Linked DNA regions of Zea mays: region 1 is linked to region 2. Evidence: chromatin contacts called from public Hi-C data. All regions are on one chromosome and are shown on one strand. Each heading gives the region's core, a stretch centred on a gene start, on an enhancer-like site or on the middle of the called end of the contact. The rest is flanking DNA. Distances are from core to core; before and after follow the strand shown.

Region 1 (5,365 bases), core at 172-2,671, 74 kb before region 2:
GGGAGAAACTGCATCTTATATGCGCGCCATCTCCACAAACAGTTTACTGCACCATGAAGCACACTAGCTTCACATAATTAATTCCATGAAACATATACCGATAACCAATATAAGCATATACATAGTAATGCTAGTTGCTAATTGCTACCGAAAACGCGGAGAATTCATCTAAATTACGAGCTACAATTCGTAGTAACTGATTAACACATAGATGCAAAGGTACAATTCTTACCTTGCTGATCTTGGGCACGACGGACCGGAGCATGTAGAGCCGGTCATTAAGCTTCTTCCGGCGACGGCGCTCTGCCATGAGGTTCTTGGCCGGCAACCCCTTCCTCTTACCCTTCCCGTCGCCCGTGGCGCCGCCAGTCACCGTGCTGTTGGCGTTGGAGTCCTTGCCGTCCTTCTTCCCACTGTCCTCAACGCCCCTGGCGTCCTCCGAGTCGTAGTTGAGCCCGGACGCGTCGATGCTCCCGCCGTCGTCGTCGTCGGCGTCGTCCAGCACCGTGTCACCGCCGCCGCCCGAGGAAGCCCCCGCGGCCGCGGCGACGGCCTCCACCTTGCGCTTCTTGTCGTCGTCCTCCTCGCCGGCGTTGCGGCGGAGCGCGCGCTTCTGGAACAGCGTCGGCTGCGCGCCCACGGGCGGGAAGATCTCCAGCGGGCGGAGCACGGCGGCCTTCCCGCGCCCAGAGAAGGGCGCCGTCAGTGACACCGAGGCAGGAGGAGGGGGCGCCGCGGAGGAGGAGCCGGCGCCGCTGTTGAACATGTCGAACCCGCCGAGCCCGCCAAAGTCCGGCATTTGCGCCGGCGCTGTACCGAAGCCGCCGAACGAGCCGAGGAAGCCGCCGGCGTTCCCTGCCGGTACCAGGGAAAAGGACGCGGAATTCGACGCATTCCCCGCGCCGGCAAACGGGACCAGGTCGCCACCGCCTCCGCCGCCGAGGCCGAGGTCGAACCCATGGACGTCGAACGTCGCGGCGCCGCCGACGTTGAAGAGCGAGAACATCTGCGACCCGGCGTCGGGCGCTGGGCCCGGCGGTGCCAGGAGCAGCTGCCCCTGAGCGCCGGCGGCGGCGGCCGCAGCCACGGGGTCGAAGTACCAGTCGTCGTCGAGCACCGCTGGCGAGCTGAAAATACCGCCGGCCCCCATGGCGGCGGCGGAGGCCAGGGCCAGGAGGTTCTGTTCATCGTGCCCCTGCCCCGGCCCCAACCCCATGGGCGTCGGCGGCGGCGCGTGGTGCTGCTGCTGGTCGTCGACGTCCTCCGGTACCCAGAGCGGGTTGCCGAACGGCGGGAGCATGACAGCGCCGCGCGAGGCGTCGTCCTGGTTTTGTTGGGGTAGCAGAGGTGCAGAGGACAGCGGGCGGACCAGCGGAGTGGTCTGAGTTCTCTCTGGCAGAGCAGTGCGCCAGGGCCTGTATATGTATGGAGCCGAAGTACTGTGTACTGGCACTGGGGGAGACTGGACAAGCATGAAATGGCAAAACTGCCCTTGAGGCTGGCAGCTAGAACTAGAAATGGCAATGGGTAAGCACGAATCGATACTCGATGGATATTTACTCCATTAGAATATATATACGGACTAAATATTTTACTCATGTGTTCCTTATTGAGAAAAACATTCAACCAATGAGTAAACTAGTATTAGAACATTCCACACTCACCCATTCTCGTTAACTCATGGGTATAAATACCCAGTATAAAAGCGTGAACTTGGCTTTGATCGTCCATCTATTTTGACTATTTAACAATTTTTTTGGTGATAATGTCATAGAAGGCTTAATAACTATTCGATGACATACATGGAACATGTAAGGCCCTGTTTGGGAACAAAGTTTTTGAAAACCACAGTTTTTGAAATACTACAATATACTTTAGTCATGACAATACCGCAGTTTACAATACCACAATTTTAGAAACTGAGGTCCAGACCTAAGTTTAGAATACCTTAAAACAACTATAGTATTCGCAATACTTCATTTTTGAAAACAGAGATTTTAGCGAGCTTGCCAAACACCATTCTGTATATAATACTGCAGTATTTGAGAATACTGCAGTATTCTTCCAAAACTGTGAAAAACTTCACTCCCAAACACCCCCTAATATGTTATCTGGTACTACTATCCTAGTGTTGCTACTCTATCCAATTATCCATGGTTTTGTTGAATGAATGATTGAATGATGCTCGAAATTTTATAATGATATTTAAAGTGATATACTTGACGTTTGTATAATGTATTATTCTGATAGATGTTTAATCTTTGTAGGTACGAATGATCCGACGGGTGACCTATACCCATATGGGTACGAGTATGGAGTAAATCTATACCCACCAGGGATATGAGTGAGCTGATAAAGTTATTTTTTTTGTCATAGGAAATAGTAATATTCGTTGGATATTTAACTATTGGCATCTTTAACCGGAGGAGCAAGTGCTCTATTCTTTTAGGGCGTCTTTGCTTCGCGGCTTCGAGAACAAGTAAACATACCCCTAGCCCCCTACTCTAGACAAAGTTGGTGGGCACTAGGATAGAAATTAATAACGCCAGCTTGTATAGACGTCATACTGATAAAGTAATATTAAAGTTGTGATAAATAATACAGAGAAAACATAAACAGATTTTATTAAAAATATAATATTTCAAAAAATCGCTTAGCTATGTATCTATATCTTTAGACGTAAAGTATCAGTTACTTGTTTAACAAAAGCACGGAGACAAATAAGCGATATTGCTAAAATACACTAAAAATGTCTTATCGATCTATACATAGTAGTAGGTTGTTAATTGAGGAAAATACCTCAAGTCGAACACATAATGTTGTACTTGTACGATTTGTTGCAAGGCTGGATATCAACGTATCATGTGCGTGGAATAAACGCTTAGCTGTGTATCTATATCTTTAGATGTAACGTATCGATTACTTGTTTAGCAAAAGCATGGAGACAAATTAAATAAGCGACATCGATAAAATAGTCCAAAATATCTTGTCAGACGATCTACACATCGTAGGTTGTTAATTGATGTAGGAAAATATGCCATGTTGATCACATAATGTTGTTGCCAGAATATATATATATATATATATATATATATATATATATATATATATATATATATATATATATATATATATATATATATATATATATATATATCAACGTATCATGTGAAATAGACGTTTAGCTGTGTATCTATATATCTTTAGATGTAAAGTATCGGTTGTTTAACAAAAGCATGGAGACAAATAAGCGACATTGCTAAAATACAACAAAATATCTTATCAGTCTATGCATCGTAGGTTGTTGATGTAGGAAAATACGTCATGTTGTTCACATAATGTTGGACGATATATTGCCAGACTAGATATCAACATATCATGTGGAATAAAGATTTATATCGATCAGATAGGGTACTCTACATCTAGTTTAGACCAACTTCCTTATATGCCATGTGTTGAGAGTAGGGGTGCTTGTCGAAGAGTAAACTCGAGCCGAGTAGCAAAATGCAGGCACTGGAGATGCAAGAACACTAGATCACGCAAGAATTTAGAGTGGTTTGGGCCGCCGGATCGTAAGACCCTACTTCACTCTGAGTTGTATTGCTAAGAGTTTGAGAAAGCTTAGGTTTGGATGGAGATGTCTCCAAGGGATCGAGTGTGTCCCCATGTAGCGCATGTGCCTTCCATTTTATAGCCCAAGGGAGGCACGTACATGGAGCAACAAATAGAGCTGGTGGACCAAGGTCTTCCACCGCTGTGGGCGGATATCTTCTCTTGGTCACCGTGCTATTTTTTTACCAGATTCACCTTCACCTTGTCTTGTCATTGTGTGGGCGAAGGCTTTTATGTAGGCTACGATGTAGACTAGCACGTCGACGTGTGTAGGGAGGTACATGGACGGTGTCTTCTTGTCCCCTCCGTCTATCTCTTTCGCTTGTCTTTGTAGCGAGAATAGTAGAAGTCATGATGAGAGTTGCCCATGCGCGGCGCAGAGAGTCAATGGTCTTGTCTCGGTAATGCGCGGGTTACTGACGCGACCCATACCTTGCAGACTGCGCACCGCCTTCATTTAATGCGGAGCGTACGACGCCTATCACTAGTAAGGACAGACATGTATCCTGGTCGCATTTAACACGAGCAACCCCCATGCTAGAGGCTTGCGTCACGCGCCACGGGCATGTACGCCACAGACATTGACGACTTTTTTAATGCGCCACAGGCCACGTGGCAACACCGTATCTCTACCTGAGCGGAGAACGAGGACTGGGAGCGCATGCAGACGTGGCTGCCCCGGACCTCCCCTGGCTAGGGGTTCGGAGAGCACCTATGGTCTATGGAAGCCCGGGTCCCATCCGTAATGGCCTAGAAACGTAGCAGCACTAGACCTCCCCTGGTCGAAGGTCCGAATGGAACACTTAGGGGTTTGGGACCATCCCATGGGGGTTCGGCCTCAGGTTGTAGTAGTGGAGTGCTTTTTATTTGTGTTGGGGGTTCAGTGGGCCCATGAAAAGGTCTGGGACCCACCTGTGGGGGTCTAGACCTTTGATCAAAGCTGTAGAGCAGTTCCACCAATGGTGCACGTGGTGACACCGACCCGACGGTCGGTGGCCTCGTTGGACGGGCCACACTCTGAGTTGTGGTAAACTGCCCGTCATCACGTGGCCAGGGATAGCCACACGAGTCCCGCCTTGACCCAGCACGAGTGGGTACCCCAGTTTTGGGGTACCGACAGAGCCCCTCGGGCCCACCTCGGGTGAGGTGGCGAACTCGCAGGTGGGACCATAAGTGCGCTTTGCTCCAAACATGCTGATCATAAGTGGTGTGCATTGGCTCCATCTCTGCTGTTGGAACTTGCCCTCAAACGCAAGGAAGCCAACAAGGGTGAACAGTGGTGACAACAGGGTTACGTGCTAGGGGGCAATAGCTCTGTTAATCTAGCCTCTCACGGGCACTGTGCGGGGGTATTTATAGGTACCTGAGCGTCCAGCGCCTTGTGTTAAGGACGCATGTGCCCTCAGCTACCCAGGTTATCCCCAGAATATTCCCATAAAGCAGGGTTACAGACCGTAATTACAGGAATGCCTTTACAAATGAGGCCCGTAGCACACAACGACCGCGCAGGGCCCGTTACAATGGGCCGGATCGTACGTGGGCCTCCGAACTGGACGAGGCCGCACGGTGGGAGGACCTCGTCGCAGGCCTTCGTCTGGCGTCGTACCGGGCGAAGGGTGTCCCTGCCCGTTTTGTCTTCGTCGGACCAGCGGCACCGGCGAGGACTTCGAGCGGAGGGTGGCGGCTATGCCTTCGCCCCAACATTTGCCCTCCGAGGGACCAGTTCGACAAAGTCACCTGGTGCCGAAGACGT
Region 2 (5,041 bases), core at 84-2,583:
GAAAGATAATCATGAATTCTTTGAGTTCTTATGGGGTGTTTGAATGCACTAGAGCTAATAGATAGTTCGCTAAAAAATGCTAATGAAATTAGCTAGCTAACAAATAGCTAACTAACTATTAGCTAATTTGCTAAAAATAGCTAATAGCTAAATTATTAGCTAGATTGTTTGGATATCTTTAACTTAACCGATAACTATTAGCTCTAGTGCATTCAAACACCCCTTAATACCTTGTTTGGATACTCCTATATTCACCTCAATCCATATGTAATACATGTGGATAGAGGTGAGTACGAGGAGTATCCAAACAAGCCTTAGGACGTCATTTCATGCTATAAAAGGAAAAGTGGACTCGCTATTTGCTTATGCTAGAGTATAAGTAGTACAATTATTATCCACATGTATACGTAACAGGATTTTTTGTGTTCTACATTGTGGGGGTGTTTGAATACTCTAGAGTTAGTTTGCTGCTAAAATTAATTAAATACATTTAAACATTCTAGCTAATATTTCAATTATTAGCAATTTTTAGCAAATTAGCTAATAGTTAGTTAGATATTGTTAGCTAGCTAATTTTACTAATATTTTTTAGCCAACTAACTATTAGCTCTAGTGTATGTAAACACCTCTTTATCTAAAGTCACATAGCTCAAGTCAAATATATATGCAATGTTGATATCTATTTATATCTTATCCAACACAACCAATATTATCTATAGTCGAATTTTAAATAGAGAAAAACTTACTGTACATAACAAATTTGTATCCATAAGTATCGGATTTTACTTCCTACTCACTATTAAGGTCCTATATATTTATTTACTCTCTGAATTATATAATCCATCTTAAATAAGTTAAATCTTAAATAAGTTAAGAGACAAATAAAAAGCATAGATTATTATGTGGATTATATGATCTAGATACTTAGATAAATAAAAAGCATAAAATTTAATCCCTCTATTTATTTTTTATGGGAGTCTATCACACTAGCTTTTTATTGAGCCCTCGCTGTCACCATCAAATATGATTTGATGATTGGTGTACCGTGTCTCGGTACTATTGTACAAAGTGCGGTTTCATTTCTTTTGATCAAAACTCATTTAAAGTAGAGGAATTCAATTTTAATAATATCTGTTGAAGACCTACTGGTGTTAGGCTTTGAAGAATCGAGATGTGCATGGATTTTTGTTGTAGATACATTTTTTTGTTGCAATTTTCGTTGTTATATAATGTCAGGTTTTGTTAGCAATTAGTATCAGGTACCAAATGCCCTGCAAACTGCAAGTCCGTAAACGGAGATGTCAATGGCTGAACAGTGCGGAGAATGGGCCACCTAATTGGGCCTATACATCTTCACAACAGGCCTTAATCGAAAAACATCTGTGGTAGGGCCTAAATTGTAGTGCTAACGAACTCATTTTTTTTCTATTAAACGCTTAATAATGAAACTAATTAGATGTATGTGCATTGCTACGATTTTTATATATCACATAGATATACTTTGTATTATAATATGAGTGAGTATATAATATAAACATAATCAATGTTTGAACCATATAACTTTACCTTATTTTTACAAAAGTGGGGAGGGGTGAGAAAAAAAATAGACTTGACGTATGACGATGGTGAAAACTAAACACTTCATTGATATTAATACAACATATCTTAAGGTATGTACAACCATAATAATTAAAGTGTCTTTTTAGGGGTCTCTAGTGTGTTAAGTGAAAAAAATTAAGAGACAAACTCTTTGCGAAGAGTTCATCTTTTCACGACTTTTTATACTTATTGTCTCTTAACTGTATTTATGATCTAGAGGCTCAGATTGCATCATATAGTCTCAATTTTTTCTTATATTTAGAAAACCGTTCTAGGGTCTATAATGAAGAGATCATATTCTTGTGACATCACTATTGACATGCTAATAAATCTAGACAAATATTGGTGGCGAGTTAAGATATGGTGGAAAAGGATGAATAAAGGATATCCGGCACACATCAATTTCCTCTTGATCCGTTTCTTTCCTGGTTAATTAAAGCCAAAGGCCTCTTGGAAAACAAAACATATCTATACCACTATATGATTAATCAGTTTAAACTTTACAAAACTCACACAACCAAATTACCCGACACTCATAACCTTTCTTAAATCCATCAAACGAATTGCACCCACATAGCACACCATCAAAATCGAAAATTCAGATCGCTGGATAAACCTCCTATCTCTTACTCAATATTATTTAGATTATCCTTCCTCTTTCATCGCTCACATGTCACATCTTTCTCCTCCCCCTGACCCCACCGCCCCTCACTTGCGCCGTCGGCTCGTCGCTGCCACAAGCCTCGCCCCCTCCCCACGTCGTCGCCGCCGACCCCTCCCTCGCGGGGGCGCCAGCGACCCCTCTCCATCTCCTCGAAACTGTAGCGATAACACGATATTAGACTAGTAACTATAGTACGTGGGCTGTGGCATATAAATAATTTCACACTTAAATCTTAATCCTAAGTTCTACGTCCTTCACGCATGATGAACGATGTAAGAAACTAATGATTTAAAGAAAAAATAGAGGTAGAGATAGAGATAGAGAATAGATGAGATGTAGCGCACCTTAATTTTTGAAAGACCTCTTAACCATTTCTGAGAATAGATTGATTGATTTCTTAATATTCGAAACGTGGAAACAAATGTTTACAGTTTTTTTGGCACAAAAATCAAAGGCCCTTTAACTTATTATTTACTATCACGCAAGTGCATATTAGCCTATAAATAGCGACCAAAACGCAAATGCGATGCACAACCCCAAACAACCCTGCTTGCACTCCTAACAGGAGAAAGAAAGGGAAAAAAACACACACAGCGAGCACTCTTCGTTACCGACCGACTCCAAAGAAATGGACGGGAAGCAGCAGCAGCAGCCGGCCGCGATCCTCGTGGCCTGCTTGGTGCTCTTCACCAGCATCAACTCCAGTGATGCGGGCGGCGGCGGCTGCTCGCTGTCGACAATCGTGGTGACGCAGTCCGGCACGGGCAAGTGGGCGCACGGGATGCTGGTGTACTCGGCGAAGTACACAGAAGCTCTATAGTGGCGGTTCTAAACCTATTTACACAGGCGTTTTTCAGTACCGCCAGTGCTAGGGGTCAGTGGAAATCAGCATTTCCACTGGCGGTTATTTTGGAACCGCCAGTGAAAAGTGCATTTTCACTGGCGGTTTTCTTAAGGAACCGCCAGTGAAAAGTGCATTTTCACTGGCGGTTTTCTTAAGGAACCGCCAGTGAAAAGTGCATTTCCACTGGCGGTTCCTTAAGAAAACCGCCAGTGAAAATGCACTTTTCACTGGCGGTTTTCTTTATTTAGCCGCCAGTGGAAAGTTTTCCCGCCTTTTTTCAAAATTTCAAACAATACTGAATTATATATATATTTATTTACACACACACAAACATATATATATAGATCTATATTGATATTGAAAGCAACATGAAATTAAATTCTATCATACATTTATATACATCAAAGTATTCTGTTTACAACCATATATGCTTCATGCATTCTATACATCATAAGTTTTCACCTAAGCTCTAATAACTATCTCGGCTAAGAGATAATCTACTAATTTCTGTTAGTATTCTAAACTCTGGCAAAGCTAATGTCCCGGAAGCATCGTGATATTTTCCTTCTGCGGGTATGACCTCTTTCAATATGAATGTGCAGAGGTCCTCGACTATGCCATACAATGCAGCTTCGGTCAAGTTCTCCGGGTTTCCTCGTTGAAATTGCTGTAAAGGAATTTTATAAACATCATCTATTTATACACATTTGCATCTTTAATGACATAAATACATACTTGACTATTACTAATAATACCTTGTCAGGGTTCGTGACGTATCGTCCGTTCACTCTCATGAACTCGCACGCATAGAATCCACATAGGACTGATCCTTGTGGTTGCTTGTGGCACTACATAACGGGAGATTGGTTATTTAGTTGCAACATTGTGTATGATATGTATTCATAAAATCACATACTTACCGGCCAGTGATGATGGATTTCTAGTGGCACGCGTTGGTTCGACAGGTCGTACTTTCCACCTTTAAACTTATAAAACCTAAAAGCCCTGTGATCTCAAATAGAATCACCATGTTATTCTCAAATTTTAATCGATAAAAGTATGCATGCATAGAAAAGGCTTACAGCTCTAAGATGCTGAGGAATGTTGCATATGTCGAAGGGTCGAAGTTCAAGGAGTCGAGCACCAGCACCTTTCCAACCTTAGGATAAATGAGGAAGCATATCCAGTGGTCCCTGTACGAATCAAATTTGTGATGCATGTGTATTGAAATTATTAATTTTATTTATGCAAAATCACACTTACTTAAAGTTGTATGGGGCCATTATGGCTTCCCTGTCTTGAAATTGAAGCATTGCATGTCCTATGTATGTGGCGTATCGAGCTTCAAAATCCTTCTTCATTTCCTTTATACGCTTCTCAACTTCTTCGTCCGTCTTTCCCCTTATTTCATCGTTGTCTTTCCCGATTCTAAAAGTGTGGCTTTCCTCGGATATAAGTATTGGGTTGAGATACCCAACCCTTTTACTGGCACTAGCATTGGGCTTGGTACCGTAAAGAATCTCCTGCTGATCATGTTGCATTCTGCAAGTCACACGTGCATGTCAGATATTGAAATTTTATACAGCTCACTAATAATAACACACATATGTGGAAGTATGAGCGACACTTACAATGCAAACATCGTTACAAGTTGCACGTCGAGTCTCTGAAGGTTCATCATTAACCACATGTCCTCGAATGTAACAACGGCCTTTTGGTTCGAACCAATAAAAGCATGGTCTGGTATATGCACACTGATTGTGTCGATGCCAACCGATGATGCCCGCATGTACCAGTCATGCAACCTTTTAACACCAGCCGGGACCTTTCTTAGTTTGTCAAGAGGTAGCAGAGGTCTGCCCGGCACATATTTTTTAGGCACGTTTTTGTAATCTGCCTTAGTTGGCTTCTTTATCTTTGCGGCCGTTGCCTCA

Evidence for each region. Hi-C and Micro-C count contacts between places; a contact is called where the count stands out from the background.
Region 1: a Hi-C map of tassel shows a contact between it and region 2, with 2.6 times the contacts expected there. The contact joins the promoter of LOC103652960 here to the enhancer-like site in region 2. A contact is called at or near these places in 3 of 25 Hi-C or Micro-C datasets (ear, leaf and tassel).

The regions. Positions count from the first base shown.
Region 1 is chr4:25,331,399-25,336,763 of Zm-B73-REFERENCE-NAM-5.0, reverse strand. It overlaps LOC103652960 (transcription factor SCREAM2), which reads right to left and starts at 1,421. Exons shown (of 4, transcript XM_008679944.4): 1 at 233-1,421. The coding sequence starts at 1,300.
Region 2 is chr4:25,257,738-25,262,778 of Zm-B73-REFERENCE-NAM-5.0, reverse strand. No RefSeq gene overlaps it. Among protein-coding and RNA genes, the nearest start is that of LOC100216994, 15 kb to the right of the region's middle. Within about 2 kb of position 1,333, at least 9 of the 20 cell types and tissues checked have an H3K27ac peak or open chromatin away from gene starts, as enhancers often do. A contact at or near this core is called in ear, leaf and tassel, where this site is marked.